Regions from separate parts of the Sus scrofa genome. Here region 1 is linked to region 2. A link is a contact called in public HiChIP or PLAC-seq data. All regions are on one chromosome and are shown on one strand. The core of a region is the stretch at or near the end of the contact, and the rest is flanking DNA. Distances in the headings are between cores, read along the strand shown. Region 1 holds the start of BORCS5 (a long non-coding RNA gene). Region 2 holds the start of APOLD1 (apolipoprotein L domain-containing protein 1).

What was found. HiChIP or PLAC-seq counts read pairs in DNA pulled down with a chosen protein or histone mark.
Region 1: a contact with region 2 is called in an H3K27ac HiChIP or PLAC-seq map of alveolar macrophages. The contact joins the promoter of BORCS5 here to the promoter of APOLD1 in region 2. A contact is called at or near these places in 1 of 5 promoter capture datasets (fetal liver) and 2 of 2 datasets of contacts at active chromatin or transcription factors (alveolar macrophages and skeletal muscle).

The regions. Positions count from the first base shown.
Region 1 is chr5:60,069,464-60,076,083 of Sscrofa11.1, reverse strand. BORCS5 (a long non-coding RNA gene) reads left to right here and starts at 3,108. Exons shown (of 4, transcript XR_002344101.1): 1 at 3,108-3,570; 2 at 6,103-6,246.
Region 2 is chr5:59,670,117-59,676,483 of Sscrofa11.1, reverse strand. It overlaps APOLD1 (apolipoprotein L domain-containing protein 1), which reads left to right and starts at 4,463. Exons shown (of 2, transcript XM_021092329.1): 1 at 4,463-4,966; 2 at 4,969-6,367. The coding sequence starts at 4,909. The coding sequence ends at 5,648.

The DNA.
Region 1 (6,620 bases), core at 1,859-4,358, 400 kb before region 2:
TAGCAATAAACTCTGTACCTGTTTTCACGGGCTTTGCCTCTTTGAAACAGTCTTGCTTTCAACAAGGGACAGGAAGCGGGGCAATTCTGCTTTTATTTATTTTTTGTCTTTTGGGGGCTGCACCCGCAGCATATGGAGGTTCCCAGGCTAGGGGCTTAATCAGAGCTGTTGCCGCCGGCCTACGCCAGAGTTACAACAACGTGGGTTCTGAGCTGCATCCTTGATCTACACCACAGCTCACCACAATGCCAGATCCTTAACCCACTGAGCAAGGCAAGGGATCGAACCCGCAACCTCATGGTTCCTAGTCAGATTCGTTTCCGCTGTGCCATGACGGAAACTCCCCCAATTCTGCGTTTAGCCTCTAGTTAGTCTAGTGGCTGTTTTTCACCCAGGCTGCCCAGGTTCAATTCCTGAGCAGAAAATTAAGATCCCATTCCAAGCCATCACTCACTGCTGTTTCTCCAAAATTAATTTCGCCTGACGCAGACCTGCGAAGCTAAGAGGTATAGAGATGCTAGAAACATGGAAAAAAACAGGAACAGCAGTTATGGAGCAGAAGAGATCACAGTTCCCAGTGACCTGCTCTGCAGACAAACCCAGCAGCTATCACCACTTAAGAAACCAGTGACTAGTACTGCCACCTGAGACATGCCCCCCATCATCAGCTTTCACCCCACAGGTATTTACACTTACTGCTGACAGCTGCCTACATCCCTCCCTGCTTCCTCCCCTGCCCCCAGTCTCCCCTGGAGCCTAGAATCACAATAGCAGCCAGCCCAGGACTCTGTGGTTGCATGAATGCAAGATGCCAGTCTGGACCCCTGTGGTTGACCTCCACTACCCTGTGCTCAATCTGGGCTACCCCTCCAGCTGTAAACTTGATGCCTGCCACTGGCCTCCATCACAGTGCACCTGCCTGGCAGAGACTGTGAAGCCACAGAGAGCACACCAACAACCAGCACCTCCCACCCCCACCTCCTGCCCTGCCATGTTGGATTCTCAGAAGGAGAAAAGCAGAAGATGGGGTAGAAAGCTGACTTAAAGAAATTATAACTGAGAACTTCCCAAACCTGGGGAGAGATTTGAACATACAAGTTCATGAAGCTTATAGGTCATCCGAAAATTTCAAAACCAAAACATTATTTTCCAAGCCCAATAAGTTGCCTAAAATCAAAACAAAGAGTGAATTTTACAAGCTTCAAGAGAAAACAATTTTCTTATACATAGGTTATCAGTGGATTTCTTTGCAGATACCTTGCTGGCCAGTAGAGAATGGGATACACATATATTTTTTTTTTTCTCCTTTTGGCCACCCCACAGCATAAAGAGTCCTGAACCAGGCATCAGATCCGAGGCACAGCTGTGAACTACGCTGCAGCTGTGGCAATGCCAGATCTTTAACCCGCTGTGCTGAACTGGGGATTGAACCTGCATGCCAGTGCTCTTGAGACACCACTGATGCTGTTCGGCCACAGCAGGAACTCCTGGGATGATATATTTATCCATTCATCAATTGATGGATCCCTTCTAGAATGAAACATTTATCCAAAGGGAAGCATAAAAATCACCATCACATCAGTATGGATTAGGGTATAGAACACAATTAAATATTGGTGTGGGAGAGGGAACAAGAGTCAGACTATGACTTACTTTCCCTTCTTTGCCTTCTCGCTCATCCTCCCCAAATATCTGAGAGAAGAACCAAGGGCTTTGCAAGAGGGAATGGACACATTACTTAGCGGGCCTTTCCCAGTTCCATAAGTCTGGTGGTTTATGTAAACTTCAAGACTATAGTCAAACATCACCTCTTAGGAAACTCTTTTGATCTCTCAGGCAGTTTTTAGTTCTATCTTCACATTCTCACCAAATACTGAATTTATGTTCACTTGAATTTTTCTCATGGTACAGTGGGCCCTCCATACCCAAGATTTCTTCCTTGCAGATTTAGAGGGGCCAGCTGTAAGGAACTTGAATATCCATGGATTTTGGTATCCTCCAGAGGCAGGGGGTCCTGGAACCAATCCCCCAGAGGATACCCAGGGAGGACAGTACTGTGATGGGGAGCAGAGGAAAGAGCATGAGATTTATAACCAGAGAATCCCAAATCCTAGTTTCACCACATACTACCTAGTGACCATGAGGAAATTACCTGCTTATGGTCATCAGGGTTATTGGGAAAATTAAATGAGTTAAAGCAGGTGAAATGTTTGTGATACTGCAGAATAGAAGGGATTTAATCATTTCATCAATTTGACACTCTTTCTGATGATATGCATAAGACGTTTATGTATATATAATCTCAGGGTATTCGCTTGAAATTTCGTAAAACAAACAATATGAGTTGCAAAGTTCTGAGAATCCCAGAACCGCTCAACTCCTTGATGGGAATACATTGTTAAGTCTTCGTACACGATGCGAGAAAGTTGGCAGTTTCTGTTTTGCGTTACCCATACTTCTTTTCCGCCTTTGCTAGTTTCAGAATGCCCTGTGATAATTGTCAAGCTCCCCAGAAAGTGACGAGACTTGGGGCATCCACTTTCCTTTGAAGATGCATAAACATCTAACAAACGAGTCAGCATTTTCTATTCATTTTGCTCTCATTTTCAACTCCGTCCTTTACCATCAAGTATTTTTTTTTTTTTTTGCACGGTTGTCTACTGCCAAACTTCCACCTTTTGGAACTGAAACAGGAACTTTGCATTCAGACAGCTATGGGTTCCAACCCTAAGTCTAACACCTCTATTTTGCCATTTGTAAAACAAGATTTAAGATTTCACAACACATACGAATACGGAGCCATTACATTGTACACCTGAAACTAATATAATGCTATATGTCACTTATATCTCAGTTAAAACGGAAAACAATAAATGCCCAAAATACACACACAAAAACAAACTCCCCCCAAACCTATTATGTAAAGTTCTAAAAATAGGAGTAAAGTGCCTAGTGTGTGAATAATGCTTAAAGGTGATGTGCAATATTACAACAGGAAACGCTGCACCCTGCGGGGCGGTTCTGTCTTTGAGGAGGTTGGGCCCTTTAAGGCTGCGCCGCGGGAGTCTTCCGCGCGAGTCTCCCCGCCCTCCCTCGGGCCGGGGCGGGGGCCCTCTAACCCGGAACTGACGGCCGCCGCAGCCGGCGCGGCCAATTGGCGTCCCGGAAGGAGCGAGCTGCGGCGTCTGAGCAAGCGAGTGAGTGAAAGCGGCGCCGCCCGCCGGCCGCGGGCGCGGCTGGTGCCGGGCGTTCCCCTGCCTTTTGGTCTTGGGTTTCCCCAAAGAAGGCGGCGAGGGGCGTGTAGCCCAGCCACGTATCCTTGCAGTCAGTTCCCCAAGTAGGGCCTCCTGTCCCCTGCCGCCCGCGCCACTCGTTGGGTTGGGCGCGCCATCCCCACACCGCAGCCCGTGTAGCTTTCTCATCTAGGTCCCTGGCCCCTGCCCTGTCGCCCCGCCGCCGGAGCGGTCACCGCCCGTTCCACCGTTCCTCCGCTGCCACCGCTGCCGGCAACCATGGGCAGTGAGCAGAGCTCCGAGGCCGAGAGCCGACCCAACGATCTGAACTCCTCAGGTCGGTGTCCTAACTTCCCCTCTCCTCCAGCCAGTCCTGCCTGCTTGCGGAGCGGGCTACCTCCCAGCCTGGTGGGGACTGGGACGGGTGACAGGAACGCACAGAAAGCTCTCACCGTGTTTTTTTCCTTAAAAAAAAAAAAAAAAAAAAAAAAAAAAAAAAAAGTAACCATCTGGCCTGGCTTTGATTCTCCCAATGGTAGTGAGTGCCTGTGATTGCAAGCTGAGCCAGGTGGCCGCCCGTGCCCATTAATTTTCAAAACAGCTGTGTTTCTCTCAGTGTAGCCTACGCTTTGAAAGAGGACCTAAATAATATCTGGCTTTAGTATTGATGCCTGACAGTGAGGTTTGGTCGCACAGTGTATGGTTCACAGACAAGACCTCAAAGAACAGATTCCTTCTTAGAAGTGGGTCCCAGAGATTCCTTTTCAGAGGGATGTGTGACAGGTGTTTTGCAGCCTTGGTTTTGGTGCCTTGGTTTTGGTGCCCAGGAACTGCAACCAATCGGAAGATTTCTCGGCTCCTTTTTTAATATAGAAGTTGTTTGGGAAGGCAGGTTCTGATGTTTTTCTTATTCTTCACTCATCCATATTTTTTAGATTTCTCTCCGAGTTTGATATAGGAACGGGAGCTTACTGTTCCTGTAATACAATGAGCAGTCAGTAAATAAAACAGGTGATGCTTTGCTAACTGAGAATCATTTGCTCCTCTTTGTTACCTGCCAAACCCTGGGACCACTGGAGTTGCCCTGGATAAGAGTTGTTAATCCAAATTGGCTTATATCTGGAGCCTAAAAAGAGCTCTGGTCATAGAACTGCTCTGTTCTTGGTAGGATCTGTACTTCAGAAATATAGACGCTAACAGATCAGGGGATTCCACACTGAAAGCTGCCCTTCTAGTTCAGACCATTCCGGGAGCTAGATTAGACAGTTTTTTATGGTGTGCAGCATGTACTAGCTTTGCTATTTTTTTTTTTTTTTGGAAGACCCAGAATGTAGTATCTGTTATAACAAACACAGAAATAGATGTTACCTCTTACTTTCTTGCCTCTGTGTCAGGCCAGAAACATTCTTTGGGAAGAAGTGTGGCATCTTTTTAATAGGATTGCTCACCTACTAACCAACAGCCTGAGCTCTAAATAGTACTAGATTGCACTAATTGGTATTACCCAATAGCATAGGTTGCAACTTGCCTGTTCCCCTGTGCTTAGTGCTTCACATGTGTTCCTCTTTAATCCTTGCAGTAGCCCCATTTTCAGATGAGTAGTAGAGGCTAACTAGAATCTAGCAAAATCTGTTTTTGTATGGGGTCTAGGGAAGGAGCAATTACTTTGTAGCAGGAAAGATTTCTGGCCTGGGATTTGTAAAACATTAGGTGAATTAGCAAAAGAGGGTAAGAGAGATTTCTTGAAGAGCAGTGAAAGTAGCTGAGATGCAGTGAATGCCAAGACACAGACTTTCGGCTCCAGGAGGCAGGGCAGTTCTATGGCTGCATGTTCGGCATATGGAAGTTCCCAGGCTAGGGGCTGAATCAGAGCTGCAGCTGCTGGCCTGCACCACAGCTACAGGAACGCAGAATACTTAACCCACTGAGCGAGGCTAGAGATCCAACCTACATCCTAATAGATACCAGTTGAGTTCATTATTGCTGAGCCACAACAGAAACTCCTCTGGATAAACTTTTGAGACATGATGATGGTGAGCCTGTAAATACTACCTTTTAGAGTATAAAACAATAAAGATTATTCTTGCCCCAACCAGGAAGATATTTGGGAGAAGAGGATTTCTTGGTCTAGGGAGCCCTTGATCGTTTGCATCACTCCCTCTAAATGGATTACGTTCTCCTTGGAGACCTGAAATTTACCTGCATCTCTAGCAGTCCTCCAAATTCTGAATTTTGCCTCAGCCTGCAATGGACCTACTGGTTATTTCTGTCCTGTGACTTTAAGGGTGAAGAGGGTGGTACCATCACCTAAGGTTGAGAACCCCCCCTCCCCAACCGTGATTACTGTCTATCCAACATACTGGGCTTGCTTGCTGTGATGTGATGGCTACACAGCTTTGCAAAGTGCCACAGGGATGGGCCATGTATACCAACAACTCATAAACTTCCAGTTCCTTTCTTAATTCTGTTTCTAGCACTGTTGATCTTGAGCAAGTCACAGCTAAATTTTGTACCTCTGTTTCCTCATTGGTGAAATAGAGGCAAACATCAGGAGGCGGAAAGCAAAAATTAAAAATAATCTGCTTTTTCTTTTGTGTATTGAATAATAAAATACTTGCAGTTATAAAAACAATTTCATAGTTGGCGTGTGTTCCTGTGAAGTTTGAGGGTTTTTCAATCTCAGAAAATAGAGGTCCTCCATAACTCATCTCCCATATCCCAGCCTTCACTGCAGGATAACTACAGTTAACATTTTTGTGTATGTATAAAAAAAAAATAGTCTTTTTAATGACTACAGTGAAGACAGCTTTGGTGAGGGAGAGGAAGCTAACTAACAGGCAACTTCTGAGCAGTGTAACTTTGTTTTCAGTGGCCCCTTCTCCAGCTAAGCATAGAGCCAAGATGGATGATATTGTGGTTGTAGCTCAGGGCTCCCAGGCCTCACGGAATGTCAGCAATGATCCTGATGTCATCAAGTTGCAAGAGATTCCAACCTTCCAGCCACTTTTGAAAGGTAAGAACTTGCGTTTTTTAAAAAAAATTATTGAAATATAGTTGATTTGCAATATGTTTCAGGTGTACAGCAGAGTGATTTGGTTATATGTGTGTGTGTGTATATATATATATACTTTTTCAGATTCTTTTCCATTACAGGTTATTATAAGACATTTAATGTAGTAGTACCCTACTGATATCATAGGACAGGTCTTCCAGACAGAAAATCATTACAGCAGCAGAGATCCCAAATGACAATAGAATAGACTTAATTGATATCTACAGGACACTACATCCAAAAAACCCCAGAATACACATTCTTTTCAAGTGCACATGGACCATTCTCTAGGATAGACCACACACTAGGACACAAAGCAAGCCTCAACAAATTTA
Region 2 (6,367 bases), core at 3,214-5,713:
AGCAGCTGGAGATCTAAGTCGCATCTGCAACCTACACCACAGCTCACAGCAATGCCGGATCCTTAACCCACAGAGCAAGGCCAGGGATTGAATCCGCAACCTCATGGTTCCTAGTCGGATTCGTTAACCACTGAGCCATGATGGGAAGTCCTCAAACATCATTTTCAATGTAGCCTCTCTGGGGTGATGTGTTATAAGTCTCCAAAAAATAATCTAGAAAAGAAGTTAGGCTTCAGTCCACAGATTTGGGTTGGGGGGACTGTCTGTATAACACTTTGGACAAAAATACTTCCAATTATTCCTCAAATTTCTTACTGTGCTTAAATATATAAAAGTAAATAAATGCTAACCAACGATACTTCAATAACAAAAATAAAAATTTAAAAGTAAATATATGAGTCAAAAACATTACATCCAAGTGTCCCTTTTTTTTCTTTTAACTCTCCTTTTTAAGAAAATTATAGTTGATTTACAATATTGTGTTAGTTTCAGGTGTACAGCAAAGTGATCGGTTATACACACATCCACACTCATATTTTCTGATTCTTTTCCACTATAGGTTATTACAAGATCCCTGCGCTATATAATAAATCCTTGTTGTTTATTTCTTTATTTTTAGGGTCACACCTGCGGTATGTGGAGGTTCCCAGGCTAGGGGTCCCATCTGAGCTGTAGCTGCCAGCCTACACCACAGCTCACAGCAATGCTGGATCCTTAACCCACTTAGCGAGGCCATTGATTGAACCCACAACCTCATGGTTCTTTTTCAGATTCGTTTCCACTGCATCATGACGGGAACTCCTGTTTATTTTATATATAGTGGTATCTATGTTAATCCTATACTCCCAATTTATCCCTTCTCTCTTTTCCCCTTTGGTAACCATAAGTTTGTTTCCTATGTCTATTTCCGTTTTGTAAATGAGTTCATTTGTATTATTTTTTAGGTTCTACATGTTAAGTGATGTCATTTAATATTTGTCTTCCTCTGGCTTATTTCACTTAGGAAAATACCTTCTAGGTTCATCCATGTTGTAACAAATGGCAATATTTCATTCTTTTTATGGCTAATATTCCTGTGTGTATGTTTATATAGTATATACACACATAAATAGTATATATATACACATATATAGTACACACACATATTGTATATATGTTGTATATACATACTACACATACATGTATATAGATACACACACACACACCACACACACACACACATCTCTTTATCCATTCATCTATTGATGGCCAAGTGTCTGTTCTTATAAATGATGTGAAGTACCAGGTTTTTACGGACAGTAAAACTTCAACAAGCCCAAATTGTCAAAAGACTGAATTCTTTTTGCTTCTAAAACCCATAAACCTGGAAGTTCCCATGTGGCACAGAGAATTAAAGATCTGGCGTTGCTGCAGCTGTGGCACAGGCCACAACTGTGGCTCGAGTTTGATCCCTGGCCCGGGAACTTCATATGCTGCGGTTTGGGCCAAAACCCACCCACAAATCTGAAGAAAATGGGTTTTACAAGAGACAAAAACAAATTCCAGGATGTGGGCTGAGGTCAGTATACATGCTGTCCATTCTCCTGCACCTTCTCCTCTTCATCCAGTTCTGTGCTGTGATTACTGATGCTCTGGAGATGATGACCCTCTCATGTCCCAGCAAAATAAAGATTTGTGTTCATCTAAACCGAAAACACACAAGTAAATGTCCATGGAAGTGGCAGGAGCAAATGGGAACTGGAGAACCGGGGTACATCGTCTCACTCCTTGCCCCCTACCCCAATTCACTCTACCTTATATCCCATTTGGAGTGATTATGTCTACGGGTCAGAGAAAGACATTTTCCTACTTCTTACCTCCAAAGCGCAGGTAGACACTGAAGGCATCTGACTAAGGGTTATGTTTATCCTTTGAGGAGCTGTAAACAAAATATTTGGCATGGATCAAATTCAGAAAGAAGATCAAGTTCACAAGGACCATGATAGTGATGAGCGGCAAAGGGCTTTGTGTGGATCAATAGAATGCCTAGCTATAGAGTGGGGGATTTAACTGTGTTCTCGAAAGATCGAGCTGCCAAGCCTTTCCAGATGAACCTGAGTTGAGAAAATAACTACTTAAGTGAACATCCACTTTGGCCTTCCTTACTGGAAGGTGAGAGTGTGAGAAGATGGATAATCTATCTGGACCTCCGTGGTAGGAAGTTTCCAGGCTGACCCGCCGCCACCTCTCTGCATGTCCCAGGAAACATTCGTGGATGCTATCCTCATTTTCTTCTCCTGAATTATCCAGAAAATTGTTCTGCAGCCCATGCTTCACTAACGTGGGGTAGAACGCATGCATATAACTGTTGCCTGGGTTACAATTGCTGCTTCAGAGGAAAACCCAGGAAGCTGAATCCCCGCTGCTGTTGAAAAGTGTATAATTACCTCCTTGTGTAGCCTGACCCCACTGATTTTTCTGACGCATTTGGCCTGAAGTGCGCCCTTTCTGAGACCTCCAATGCCTTCTGCCCAGCTGGAGATGCCCCGAACTGCACGCAGCACTTCCTGTGGGCGTGGCCTTGCATTCTCCCTCTGCGCTGGGAGTGTTTTAAACGCACACAGATTCACGGTGCTTTTTAACATACACGAGTGGATTATGAATGGCTCTATCAGACATAAGAGGGTCCCCTCCCTCCTTTTTCTTTTTCAAAAGTGACTTTGTCATGGTGGCCTCTCAAGAAAACCTGTAATTGGTCAGCCTGGGGTGCATTTGATGTCCTCCCAGATAACGTCATTAGCTATTCTCAGGAGAGGAAAGGCAGGGTATGCCCCCTGGGACAATGACAACACTTGTTTCAAGTTGGGGAAGAGCCTGTGGTTCTTTTCCTGCGTTTGGGGGAAAGCGAACACACAATGTTCATTTCCTAAATACGGGATGTGCTGCGAGGCTGGTGGTCATTTTCCACCATGTCACATCCTTCTGGATGAAGGCAGCAGGGGCCAGGACAGGAAATGGCAAATTCTCAAAATGAGACAAGGTTTTCCCAGGGCAGTCATTGGTTCTCTGGAACTATAAAGCATGCTCATCCAGAAACAGCCTCAGATTTTTCTTTCCTGGAGACAGCCAGAAGTGAATGGTAAGTGGGGGAGGCCAGAGGGAGACTGTCTGAAAAATAGCCATAGGACTTGTAATATTGGGGCTATATCCTTGGTCTAGGTATATTTTTTAAGTAATTTGTTTCATTTTGCTAAGAGGTGTCTTTATCAGGAAATTTGTCAGTGGCAGGTGGAATTATGGAGGCATGCATATAAAGTTAAGATCTAGGAGTCAGGAGATCTAGATTCTAGACTGGGCTCTGTGAAGAATCAGCTGCATCTACAACATGTCTGTGTTTCAATTTCCTCATCCTCCAGATGAGAATAATGATTTCTGCCCTGATGTCTCACAGTAGTGAAGTGTTCTATTTCTATGGCTTCTTTGCTACTTTAAAGAAGTTTCTGATAATGAGTAGAGTGGATATGAAGGGGGGAATTTTTGGCAACTAGGAAGGATGTACTTTTACCCAGGATGTACAGTGCTCTCTGTTAGTCATCTTCAGTTGGCTTCAATTTAACTTGGTATGGATAGTCCTCAGTGAGGTGTTAAACAAATAATTTGGCCACTTTTTAAGATTTTGAACTGTTACTCATTTTTGAGGGAAGCTTTCACAATAAAGGGACATAGCAGAATTAATTTAATGTCATTTAGTTTTAATTAAGACTCATCATAGGGTGAGATTTCTGAAGACCTGATGAGCTCTACTTAGAAGACACAGTGCAAAACACATCCTAGGCTTGATTCTAAGATAAGAGCAGGATTCTAAGATAAGAGCCGGGAAAAATAACAAGCAGAAGAGTTGCTTCAGGCAAGCATCTAACTTAGAAAGATTAGTTTCCTACATTTGATAGACAATATGATTTTTTTTTTTTTTTTGGCTTTTTAGGGCTTCACCCAGCGGCACATGGAGGGTTCCCAGGCCAGTGCTCTAATCGGAGCTGTAACCCACAGCCTATGCCACAGCCATGGCAACACCAGATCCCACCTGCGTCTGCCAACTACACCACAGCTCACAGCAATGCCAGATCCTTAACCCACTGGCCGAGGCCAGAGATTGATTGCACAACCTCATTTTTCCTAGTTGGATTCGTTTCTGCTGTGCCACAAAGGGAACTCCGGACAATATGATTTTTTGAGTTTTTTTGGTGACTTGTCTTTTTCACTCCTCTGAGAGGGAAAAAAAATTGCATTGCAAAACTTTTAGGATCCAAGTCTTCATGTAAGGAAAGAATTTTTTTTTTTTTTTGTCTTTTTTTGCTATTTCTTTGGGCCGCTCCTGCGGCATATGGAGGTTCCCAGGCTAGGGGTCGAATCAGAGTTGCAGCCACAGGCCTACCCCAAGCCACAGCAACGCAGGATCCACGCCTGCAACCTACACCACAGCTCACAGCAACGCCTGATCGTTAACCCACTGAGCAAGGCAGGGACCGAACCTGCACCTTCATGGTTCCTAGTCGGATTCGTTAACCACTGGGCCACGACGGGAACTCCAGGAAAGAACTTTTTAACAGTGCAACCTACTGCTTTCAAGTGTCACCTTTCAGAGAAGAGGCCTCAGTATTGCAGTAGACTTGTACTATCACCGCTCCCTTATTTAACAGATAATATATTAAGTCCATCCTCGGCGTTCCCTGGGAGAAAAGTGGACAGTAGCAACATTCCTATTGATCTACGCGGATTTAAGTTCCTGAGGATTTAGGGGACTTGTCCTAGAAGACAGAACGGGTCTTTGAGAACTTGGAACATGACTCCCTGGAAAATGACCCATTTCTCTTTGCGTAGCTGCTGTGCTTGACTTCGGGCTAATCACGTGTCGTGTCCCCGCAGGGCATGGAGGGGCCAGTGGCCCGAGAGCTGCAGGGTGCGGATGCGCTGCGCCGATTCCAGGGCTGCTGCTGGACCGCCGCGGCCGGCTGCATGGCCAGCTGCTGAGCCTGCGCGAAGTGGCCCGGCGTCTCGAGCGCCTCCGCCGGCGCTCCCTGGCGGCCAACGTGACTGGCAGCGCACTGAGCGCGGCCGGCGCGGTGGCCGCCATCGTGGGGCTCTCGCTCAGCCCGGTGACCCTGGGGGTCTCGTTGCTGGCGTCGGCCGTGGGACTGGGAGTGGCCACCGCCGGAGGGGTAGTCACCATCACGTCCGATCTGTCCCTGATTTTCTGCAACTCCCGGGAGCTGCGGCGGGTGCAGGAGATCGTGGCCACCTGTCAGGACCAGATGCGCGAGCTTTTGAGCTGCCTGGACTTCTTTTGCCGCGGGCAGGACCGCCGGGATCGCCAGCTGCTGCAGTGCGGGAGGAACGCCTCCATCGCGCTGTACAACTCTGTCTACTTCATCATCTTCTTCGGCTCCCGAGGCTTCCTCATCCCCAGGAGGGCCGAAGGGGCCACCAAGGTTAGCCAGGCCGTGCTGAAGGCCAAGATTCAGAAACTGGCCGAGAGCCTGGAGTCCTGCACCGGGGCTCTGGATGAGCTCAGCGAGCAGCTGGAGTCCAGAGCCCAGCTCTGCACGAAGAGCAGCCGTGGCCACGACCTCAAGATCTCTGCTGACCAGCCCGCAGGACTGTTTCTCTGAGAACGTCTTTTCCCCTTAATGGCCGAGGCCAGAAACCATCCCCATGGGATGCTCCAGATTTGCAGCTCCCTCAGGAAAACACCAAGTTGGTTTAGGAGCTGAATGCAGTGCATGAGAAAAACTGTTCTTGAGGGGGAGGTGGGGTGGGGGTGGGGGGAGTTGGTAGCAATGTGTCCTCCCAGTCCTTCCTTTCCCACTAGTGTGACATCCTGCCTGGGACTGAGTGCTTGGGACTTTTTACTTGCCTGATCCTGGAGGGATATGTGACCTGAAGAGTACTTTTCTTTTATCAAAACTGTTGGGTCTTCGCACTGCAGGTCACTTCCGATTTTAGGTATTTGCAGCATCCTTGCCTCTACCCGTGTTCCTGTGGTTTGAACCCAGACTGGAGAGGGTGGAGACCTGGCCACCCACTGGGTCTCCTCTGAGCCCCATTAGGCTTTGAGGTCCTCAAAATGCCTGTAAGAGGAGAGAGAAGCTTTAATACCTCTCTGCCAGAATCCAGAGCAAATCAGACCCCCTCTGAACTGTGGAGGGTTCAGGACCAAGAGAGGCCCCTCCTGCTGACTTGCACCCTCTTCCCTCTTAGTGTGCCCACTCACGATCCAGCCTGGGGATAGAGGGGACCTTCCCAGATGGCTTCATATCAGACAACCTTCTACTCTAAGAGGAGAAAACCAACAAAACGGTCATCTAAGTCCCACCCCTTTGCAGGAAGA